Linked DNA regions of Mus musculus: all the other regions are linked to region 1. A link is a contact called in public Micro-C and promoter capture Hi-C data. All regions are on one chromosome and are shown on one strand. The core of a region is the stretch at or near the end of the contact, and the rest is flanking DNA. Distances in the headings are between cores, read along the strand shown.

Region 1 (3,118 bases), core at 70-2,569:
CGGGCTGGCTGGCCAAGACCCCCCCGGGTCCCGCACGCTGAAAGCGCCGCAGGTGCAAAAAAAACAAAAAACAAAAAACAAAAAAACCGCGCACCCCTCTCCCACCCTCCCCCAAAATCCCTGTCCCGCCTTCAAGCCTCCTTCCTCGGGCTGGGCAGACCGAGCGCACCCGGGTTCCCGACTGCCTCGACTCCAACCAAGAAAGAGTAATTTTCAAAGTATTCAACGTCCCCGCCCCCCGTGCAAGCGAAGCCTTCCCAAAACACTGTCTCTCCTTGGGAAGATCACGGCTCTCAAAGGAAACTGCAGACACGATACTTCATCTGGCTTTATGACCAAAAAGAAAAGGGAAAATAAAACAACCAGCCGAGGAGTTGGCTTGCATTCCCCCCGCTGACTCCCGGCTCGGGTGCAAGGCAGGGACTGTGCGGGGCCGGGGCCGGGGCCGGGGCCGGTGGACGGCCGCCAACGCGGGCACCGGGAGAACTGAGCGGGGAGGGAGGCAGCGGCGGGGAAGGCAGTTTGCAAGCGAGCAGAGAAAGCAAGCCAAGCCGCGCGAAGCCGGCGGGGCCGCCGCGGTCCGCCCTCCCAGGCCGCGCAACCCAGCGCCCGCCGCCCCGCGCCCCTGCGTCTCCAAACACCGAAACAACACCGGGCAGGGCGGCACAGCCTCCCCGAGGCGGCCGAGGCGCTCCAAGACAGCAAAAAAAAAAAAAAAAAAAAAAAAAAAAGAAGAAGAAGAAGAAGAAGAAGAAGAAGAAGAAGAATACGTATGCGAAAAGCTAGATCCTACAGTGGGAGAGACGTGGGGCTGATCTTCGGCATTTATTTTAACACCTGACAGCTAGAATCAATAAATAGATACATTTATATCAATAGATACACATAGGAAACTTGGAGCCAAAGCATTTGGCAAAAGCGGAAAAAAAAAGAATTAAAAGGTAAAATAATGATCATGAGCAGCGGCGGCGGCAGCGGCACCAGCGGCAACAGCGGCGGCGGCGGCAGCGGCAGCGGCGGCGGCAGCAACAGCAATAATCACCTGGTGTCCGGCCTTTCCTAGAAACTTCTTGCATCACCACTTCTAAGAACCCCAGTTCTAAGAATCAACAGAGCTCAATTCTCGGAATTTGAGCTGCGGGCTTTACCATTGCTCCGCAGCAGGGGAGGACTCGGTGGCAGCGGCGCGCTCCGCAGCGCCCTCCCGGCCGGCAGAATGCCTCGGGGCCGCGCCGCTCGCCGCCCTATAGTGCGGATCGTGGTTCCCGCAGCACCGCCGCCCGGAACACCGGGGGTCCCGAGGCGGGCGCGCGCGGCTACAAGGCGACCCTCCCTGCCCCGGGCCACCGATGGAACCGCCCGCTCCGCCGCCGTCACGTGGGCTCCGTGACGTCGGCGTCTTCGCTGTAGCAAAGCTCGGCCTCTGGAATTCTGAGAACTAATTTGCTATTCGGTGACATAAGAGGGAGAGTGCGCTTTGCTTTCCCGGGGTCTGGGGCTAATTCTTCCTCTCCTACCCATAAACTCGGCTCCTCGAGCTAAATACACAAAAGGGAGCGAGAGAGTTGAGCCGTTAGAACAAGTGTGTTAGAGGCAGGTTTAGAGAGACGAGGGAGGGAGAAAACAATAAATACCACAGCTCCTTCCAGCTAGAGTATTAGGCACCACGAGAAAAATATTTGCCAAGCAGTTTTCGGTGGGTTCATTTGTTTTCTTTTTATTTGGGACAATTATGTTGGGGCGGGGGGGGGGTCCTTTGGGGATGGTGGCTTGGGATGCTCCTGTTGTATTTTAATGATTTAGGTGGGGTTTTTTTTCCGCTTCTGATTTTTGCCTTTTGCAAGTTTGTGGTGTTATGTAAATCGTCGGGACTGTCATTCGTTGGTTTTATTGTCTCCCTGCGTTCTCGCTTTCTCTCTCTCTCTCTCTCTATCTCTCTCTCTCTCTAAAGGTGCAATATTTCAACCTAATACCATTGACAGAAGCTTACATTTTTGGCCACATATGACAGCCCCAACCTCCAACACCACCACCGCTCCCCGCCCGCCCCCCCCGCCCGCCCCCCAGCCGCCCTTGGTACAATTTCCTTTTCCTCTTGGACTTTTGCTGAAGCTTTCCTGCACTTGAAAGAGATGTAAAAGGATTTGGATTGGTTTGGTTTGTTTCTTTCCAGGACAGCGAGTGGTGGGTTTACTCTGTTACTGTTGACTCTCAGGAAATTTCTTGATGCTAGAAATGTGTGTGTGGGTACGTGTAATGTTTGCCTGTTACAACATTCTGTGAAGCCAAATACATGTTTGTATTTTGCTATTTTCTTAAGGTCTTGAACATTCCCCCCACCCTTTTTTTTAAACCCCCACTGGGTTCGTTTCAAGGTCGTCGGGAGAAAGGAAAAAAAATCTCTTCAGTATGTGTTGAAGGGATCAGCCTGAGGGAATTCTAAAGGCCTGGCTGCCAGGATCACAGATACTGCGCGTATTGAGTACAGGCTGTGCTACACTAGGCGCACTGCTCGCAGCCGGGTCCTCTAGGCTTTGGAGCAGAGCTGAGGGGAGGAGAGGAGCGGAATCTTTCTTTCCCTTCTTTCTTCCTTTATTTTAAAAGGTGAATACAGGGCAGACTCCTTTCACGGTGGGCCCTGGGTTATGTGTTCATAGCTGCAGTTTCCTTATTTAAATGTTGGTCGGGGTTTTTGCCCTCCTACTCATCCCTGGATGAGTGAGACTCTTGTTTCTTTTATGTCTGTCTCTTGCAAGAAGGGTGTGAGCTAAATAATATTCAGATTCCTTAAGAACTAGAATGAACTCAAAGTGTTTGGAGCAAAAGACTCTTTCAAAGGTCAGGCTGTTCTGGGCTTTAGCTGTGAAAGTCCTTCAAGTGGCTCGTTAAATCACAGAGGGGTTTTCAAGCATTCGCAAAATATCTCCACATATTAATTTCTAATGAATACTTGTGGACCACAACCCTAAACGTGGGCTTAAAAATAGAGATGCAAGCAGAGTTCTGGAAGACTGCTGGCTTGTGGGGTACAGAGGACTGGTCCTATGAGAAGTTTTTGCTGTGCTGTTGTTGGAGTACCACCACTTCAAAAGATGATGTCACAGGTTTTAGAACTGGG
Region 2 (2,780 bases), core at 44-2,543, 1.2 Mb after region 1:
ATATTGTTAACAGTTATTCCTGTTGTAATGCGCTGTGTCTATACTTGTGCCCTTATGAAATACCTCTAAGATAACGCAATGCAGGAATGCATAACTTTTTATCTTTATATCTATAAAACATAACACAGTAACAGATTGCTAGGAATACAACATCAATAAATACCAAAAACCCCACAAACTTGATATAAAATAGAGATCATTTTAAAAGGATGCTTACTTATCCGAGGGACTCTCAACTGGAGGATTGCCTCAATCATATTGAGTGCTATGCGTGACCAGGGGCATTTTTCTTGATTGCCAATTGCTGTAGGAGGGCCAGATCACTGTGTACAGTGCCATCACTGGGCAGGTAAATCCTGGTGATACAAGAAAGATAGCTGAACACAAACGCAACAGCCCGATAGTAAGCAGAATTCCTCACTCGGTGGTTTCTGTTTTACAGCAATAAACAAAGCCTTGCTTTAGTTTCATTGCTGACTTACATCAACAAAGGACTGAAACCTTCACAATGAAATAAACCCATTGATTCCTAAAATGCTTTTGCTCAGTGCTTTATTACAGTGGTACCGAGAGAGAAGCCTGTGGCTGCGATGAACCTGCTTTGGGGGTAGCACTGTAGAACCATTTGGAGATCTGAGCTGAAAAAGATGTTGAGTGCTTAGACCTTACTAGGCTGTTGCATGGGAACTTAACTATAAGAATGCTCAGAGAAATCAAGATGACGAAGGCCCGGCTCCTCAAGTTTGAGAGGGAAGAAAAGTCTCTGTTGAGGATCTTTGTGTGATATATTTGAATTAATCTGGTGTTTGGTCAGCAGGGGCTGGAGAATCATCTGTGACTGACAAGAGACTAGAACCTAGGAATAAAATCTCTTTCCTGGACAACTGATGCTGCTCATCTGGGGATGAGAAATCAGGATTAACAAGAGATTAGCATCATTGAGGTGAAATCTTTCGGGAAGTATTTCCACAGGGTTAGTGTACAGTAGTTGCTGTACTAGTAATGGCTATGGATGTGGGGCTCTTTCTACATCTAAAGTTGGAAGCTGAACTTAATTCTGTATAAGGATCACCCATCTAGCACTCGTTTTGAAGGCACAAGTGATGCAAGACCAAGGAGGGATATGGAGAGTGGCTGACATTTGGCATGTGACAAGTTCTGAAGAAAGAAGAGGAAAGGGAATTGGTAAAAGTATCATTTTTAGTGAGGAGCCCAGAATTCTGGAGTGAGAACCATAGGACATCCACCAAGAGGAGTGGCTGCTGTTTTAAAGAGATGGCCTGAGACTCTTAGACAGCTATGGCTGGCAGAGCTGAGCTACCAAGCCTTTTGAAACTAGGTCATGAGTGAGTCCCAGATGTGACACAGAGTGACTTACTGGACTTCTGTTTTATGTTGATCTGATTGTAATTATGCCCTGCTTCTCCTCCTTTCTTGGAAAAGAAAGTATTTAATTTCTTTTTGGTTTTACAGGAGTCACAGTTAAAGCACTTTAAAGAGACACTGAACTAGCAAAAGTATGTTATTTTTGAAATAATTCTTCGGAAATCTCATAGAATATATCTATATCTTCACCCTATTTACCTCCTCAGTCCTCTCCTCAACTCTTCCCAGAGGAGCCCCTCCCCCTGCCCTCTCACTTTGTGCTCCCCCTCTTTTTTTCTTTTTCCTTTTCTTTTTCTTTTTTTTCTTTTTAGAAGAGATTATGTCACAGTAGTCTTAGTAGTCCTACAGCAGATAGCAGTAGTCTTACTATCTCCTTGCGTTTCTTCTGTGATGTGTCCTAAGTGTTAGATGGAAGGGTTATGATGTAATGTATTAGTCAGGAGTGAGAAGCATCTCTGGCCGGTAGTGGCTTTTCTGTAGTGATCTCATTGATGTTGGGTGAAAACAATACTTATCTGGGTGTATAAGGTAAAAGTAAGTTAAGTGAATATGTTATTTAGACTGCAGTGAGAAAGTTTACTGGTTTAGGGGAATGGTAACAGCAGGTGTTTTAGGTTCCATGGCCTTATCATCTATGGCTGGTTGCCTAAGTTTACAGTGTTAGGCATGAATTGCCTTCTAGTTAGGCCTTAAGTCCGAGTCTGAGGCGTTTGAATTACCCCCAAGGTATAAGTTCTACTATTGTATCTTTTGGGATATCTTGCTTTTTATTCTGGCCATTGTTGTAGTTTGTAGGCGTTACCGGTTTGTCAAGAGTGTGGGACTTTTAATGTACTTATTTAAGTTATGATAGTCACGTAAGTTCTTGAAGACTAACAAGAAAGAAAAGGTTATAGCTTAAGGTGATATGTTGATGTTGGTGTATCAAATTGTCAAGGGGTACGGTTCCTAGTTTGCGTTAGCTGTCAACTGGATATAGACTTGAGTTATTGGAGAGAAAAAATGCTAGCCTGGGAGCAGGGCCAGTGAGGAGCGTTCCTCTGTGGAATCTGTTGTAGCTTCCTGCTTTGAGTTCTTGCCTTGAAATCCCTCAGCAATGGACTAATCTGTAAGATGAAATGAACACGTTCCTTCTCAGGTGGTTTTTGGTCATGGTGTTTATCAAAGCAACAACAACAACAACAACAAATCCAAAGAAAAGCAGCATATGTATATGTATATGTATGTGTATGTGTGTGTGTGTGTGTGTGTGTGTGTGTGTGTGTGTGTGTATGTGTATGTGTATGTGTATGTGTATGTGTATGTGTATGTGTATGTGTATATGTATATGTATATGTATATGTATATGTATATGTATATGTATATGTATATATATATATGTACCTTGGGAAAGG
Region 3 (3,119 bases), core at 602-3,101, 1.5 Mb after region 1:
CTTAAACTTCAGTGGTTAGTTCCACCTAGCCAGACATTCATGATCACCTGCCTGTAGAGGTGGCCACATGCCCCAACTCCCCCTTAGACCTCAGATGTTTGCTGTGTTCTTCTTCCTCTAAAGCATGGCAGAAAACCTCCCCTCTTCTTCCTTGTGTCTGCCTTTTCCATCCTGGGACTCAGAGGTCCCTCTTGTACCTACTTCCCAGCAATTATCCCCTGGTTTTCTTTATTGACAAATCAAGAAGCAACTGGGGAATAGGACCTTAGCATCAGAAGCTGGGGAGATTTATATTAAGTGAGGTAACTCAGATTAAGAGAGGAAAAATTTCATCTTCTCTCTCATATGTGGATCCTAGTTCATAATAATTATGTATATGCATATAAGTTGGCATGAGTATGGGCTATGAAACTAGAAAGTTGGCCAGAAGTAAGAGGGAGGAGAGGGGGAAATAAAAAGGGGATGGAGAGGATACGTGGGACATGGAAGCAGAAAGAGGCTATGGGGATGGTGGGACAGTACAAGAGGGTGTTAGGGGTATAGGGACAAAGACCAGGGAAGGCGAATCAGCAACACAACTATTGTTTTAAAAGTAGTGTAATAAAATATAATACTGTATATGCTAAGTGCAGAAATATTAAAAGTTTAGTTACAATATTTATCATACCTTCCCTATACATATTGTAGCAACAACAAACAAGTAATTAATGATTAATGTCATTGTTATAGAGGGAACAGAAATCTCCCTGTAATGGGAAAATAGAAAGTGTATAGTAAATATACAGTCTATACTGCTATGTCAGGAAACACGTGGATGAAAATAGACTGACGCCTCCAAAGAGACAAAGAAGGACAAGAAAGAACATATCGTTCCACACAGTAGCTGTCTGACACATGGCTTCAGGTTCAAAATCAGAACCAATTATTTGATCTCTGGCTTCCTGTGTCTTTTTATGTCACCTCCAGAGCTGTAGCAAGATGGCTGAAATTTCGATAGCTATCATACTTACTGGGGAATCATGGCATCACCCCATGAGAGATAAAAGTTTTTTCTCCTCTGATTTTAAAATACCTAGAAACTGTCTCCATTGTTCCAAGTCTGTTGACCTCATAACCTTGACATCTTTGTCAACCATCACTCTGTCTTGCCTGGTTCTGTGTGTCAACTTGATACAGGCTAGTATAATTAGACAGGATAGAACCTCAGTTGAAGAAATGTGTCCATGAGATCTAGCAGTAAGGCATTATCTCAATTAGTGATCAATAGGGGAGGGCCATGCCCATTGTGGATGGTGTTGTCCCTGGGCTGGTGGTCCTGAGTTCTATAAGAAAGTAGGCTGAGCAAACCAGGGGAAGCAAGCCAGTAAGCCACATCCCTAAATGGTCTCTGCATCAGCTTATGCCTCCAGGTTCCAACCCTGCTTATGTTTCCATCCTGACTTGCCCCAATAATGGATTGTGATATGGAAGTGTCTCCAACTTGCTTTTTGGACATGGTGTTTCTTCATAGCACATCCTGTGTAATACACCTTCTGAAGCAGGAATGAAATTAATTCTCCCTAATGGAGGGGTTGATAAATAAATGGCAACATACTTAATGGCAAAGCTGGGTGGGAGCTAAGGTTCAGTCAACAACTGGTAAATTGAAAGGCTGTGGTTTTGTGCATGCTGGCAGAAGGCGTTGGTTTGGTAGGGCACAGTTGAGGACAATTCCTCTGTGCTATGAAAACAGTCTGATATTCACAGGCCTGCTAGTGGTTGAGGAGAAGTCAACACATAGAAGGTTACAAAAGTAGGCTCGGTGGGTGGGTGGGTGGGGGCCTACTGGGCTTTGAAATGTAAAGTGACTGCCCTTTTCTTAGGGAGATAGGACCATTATATATGACTACTGTTTACAAGACTCACCTTAGACAGGAAGGACAAAGAGTGTTTTGTGATTCTGTTCAAAAGTAAAAGCAAAATACATACAAACTGTTTTAGGGTTTCTATTGCTGTTTAAGAGTCACCATGACCACTCTTATAAAGAAAACATTTAATTGGGGTTGGTTTACAGTTTCAGAGGATAAGTCCATTATCATCATAGCAAGAAACATGGCAGCATGAAGCTAGACAGTGTTGTAGGAAGATCTGAGAGTTCTGGCTACATCTTCATTCACAGGCAGCAGAAGGAGACTATACCACACTGTGGGTAGTTTGAGAATTATAAGCCTGTAGTCTCCCCTCCCCCAGCCTGAAACCTGCTTGCTCGGGGTGGAGCTTCCTGCTCATTCGTTCTACCACGCCCACTGCTGGAACCTGAGGAGCCACACACGTGCACCTTTCTACTGGACCAGAGATTATTCGGCGGGAATCGGGTCCCCTCCCCCTTCCTTCATAACTAGTGTCGCAACAATAAAATTTGAGCCTTGATCAGAGTAACTGTCTTGGCTACATTTCTTCTTTTGCCCCGTCTAGATTCCTCTCTTACAGCTCGAGCGGCCTTCTCAGTCGAACCGTTCACGTTGCGAGCTGCTGGCGGCCGCAACATTTTGGCGCCGGAACTGGGACCTGAAGAATGGCAGAGAGATGCTAAGAGGAACGCTGCATTGGAGCTCCACAGGAAAGGATCTTCGTATCGGACATCGGAGCAACGGACAGGTACACATGCTAGCGCTAGCTTAAAATTTCAGTTTTGTAAAGTGTTGCTGAGGATGCGGTAGGATACGAATTAAGCTTGAATCAGTGCTAACCCAACGCTGGTTCTGCTTGGGTCAGCAGCGTGTTAATCGGAACTAGAAACGGAAACAGGCAGGTTAGCCGCAGCTTTTTAGGAAGCTGCTTAGGTGGAAGAAGAAAGGGTTTAAAGTCATGGATCAGGCGGTAGGCCGTAGCTCTCCGAAGCTACATGAGGTGTGAGAAAAGAAAGGGTTTATTAAAAGGAATAGGCGGATTGCCCCAGTTAATAAAAAATGCATCATAAGGGAGGAAAATGTCCCAAAAAGCAGAGAGAAATATCTCTCTGGGCCTTATAGCAGGAGTACTCTGTTACCTTTTGTGTCTTGTCTAATGTCCGGTGCACCAATCTGTTCTCGTGTTCGATTCATGTATGTTCGTGTCCAGTCTGTATGAATGAATGTTCT

What was found. Promoter capture Hi-C pulls out the DNA fragments that hold promoters and counts their contacts. A called contact is a pair of places that touch in the nucleus more often than the background predicts.
Region 2: a contact with region 1 is called in a Micro-C map of brown adipocytes, with 6 times the contacts expected there. The contact joins the enhancer-like site here to the promoter of Bcl6 in region 1. A contact is called at or near these places in 6 of 39 promoter capture datasets (3T3-L1-derived adipocytes, cranial neural crest, embryonic stem cells and 1 more), 6 of 484 Hi-C or Micro-C datasets (3T3-L1-derived adipocytes, bone marrow-derived macrophages, brown adipocytes and 3 more), 14 of 115 datasets of contacts at active chromatin or transcription factors (the 230-238 cell line, the NIH/3T3 cell line, T-cell acute lymphoblastic leukemia and 10 more) and 2 of 9 other capture datasets (embryonic stem cells and liver).
Region 3: a promoter capture Hi-C map of embryonic stem cells shows a contact between it and region 1, with 6 times the contacts expected there. The contact joins the enhancer-like site here to the promoter of Bcl6 in region 1. A contact is called at or near these places in 7 of 39 promoter capture datasets (the 3T3-L1 cell line, the C10 cell line, embryonic stem cells and 3 more), 1 of 15 datasets of contacts at CTCF or cohesin (large pre-B cells), 2 of 484 Hi-C or Micro-C datasets (both in embryonic stem cells) and 4 of 115 datasets of contacts at active chromatin or transcription factors (embryonic stem cells and large pre-B cells).

The regions. Positions count from the first base shown.
Region 1 is chr16:23,987,533-23,990,650 of GRCm38.p6, forward strand. It overlaps Bcl6 (B cell leukemia/lymphoma 6), which reads right to left and starts at 1,320. Exons shown (of 10, transcript NM_009744.4): 1 at 1,043-1,320. It overlaps Gm31527 (a long non-coding RNA gene), which reads left to right and starts at 735. Exons shown (of 2, transcript XR_384770.3): 1 at 735-1,696.
Region 2 is chr16:25,223,693-25,226,472 of GRCm38.p6, forward strand. No RefSeq gene overlaps it. Among named protein-coding and RNA genes, the nearest start is that of Gm32196, 47 kb to the left of the region's middle. Within about 2 kb of position 1,294, at least 13 of the 459 cell types and tissues checked have an H3K27ac peak or open chromatin away from gene starts, as enhancers often do. A contact at or near this core is called in 3T3-L1-derived adipocytes and brown adipocytes, where this site is marked.
Region 3 is chr16:25,515,525-25,518,643 of GRCm38.p6, forward strand. No RefSeq gene overlaps it. Among named protein-coding and RNA genes, the nearest start is that of Trp63, 170 kb to the right of the region's middle. Within about 2 kb of position 1,852, at least 8 of the 459 cell types and tissues checked have an H3K27ac peak or open chromatin away from gene starts, as enhancers often do. A contact at or near this core is called in embryonic stem cells and stem cell-derived epiblast-like cells, where this site is marked.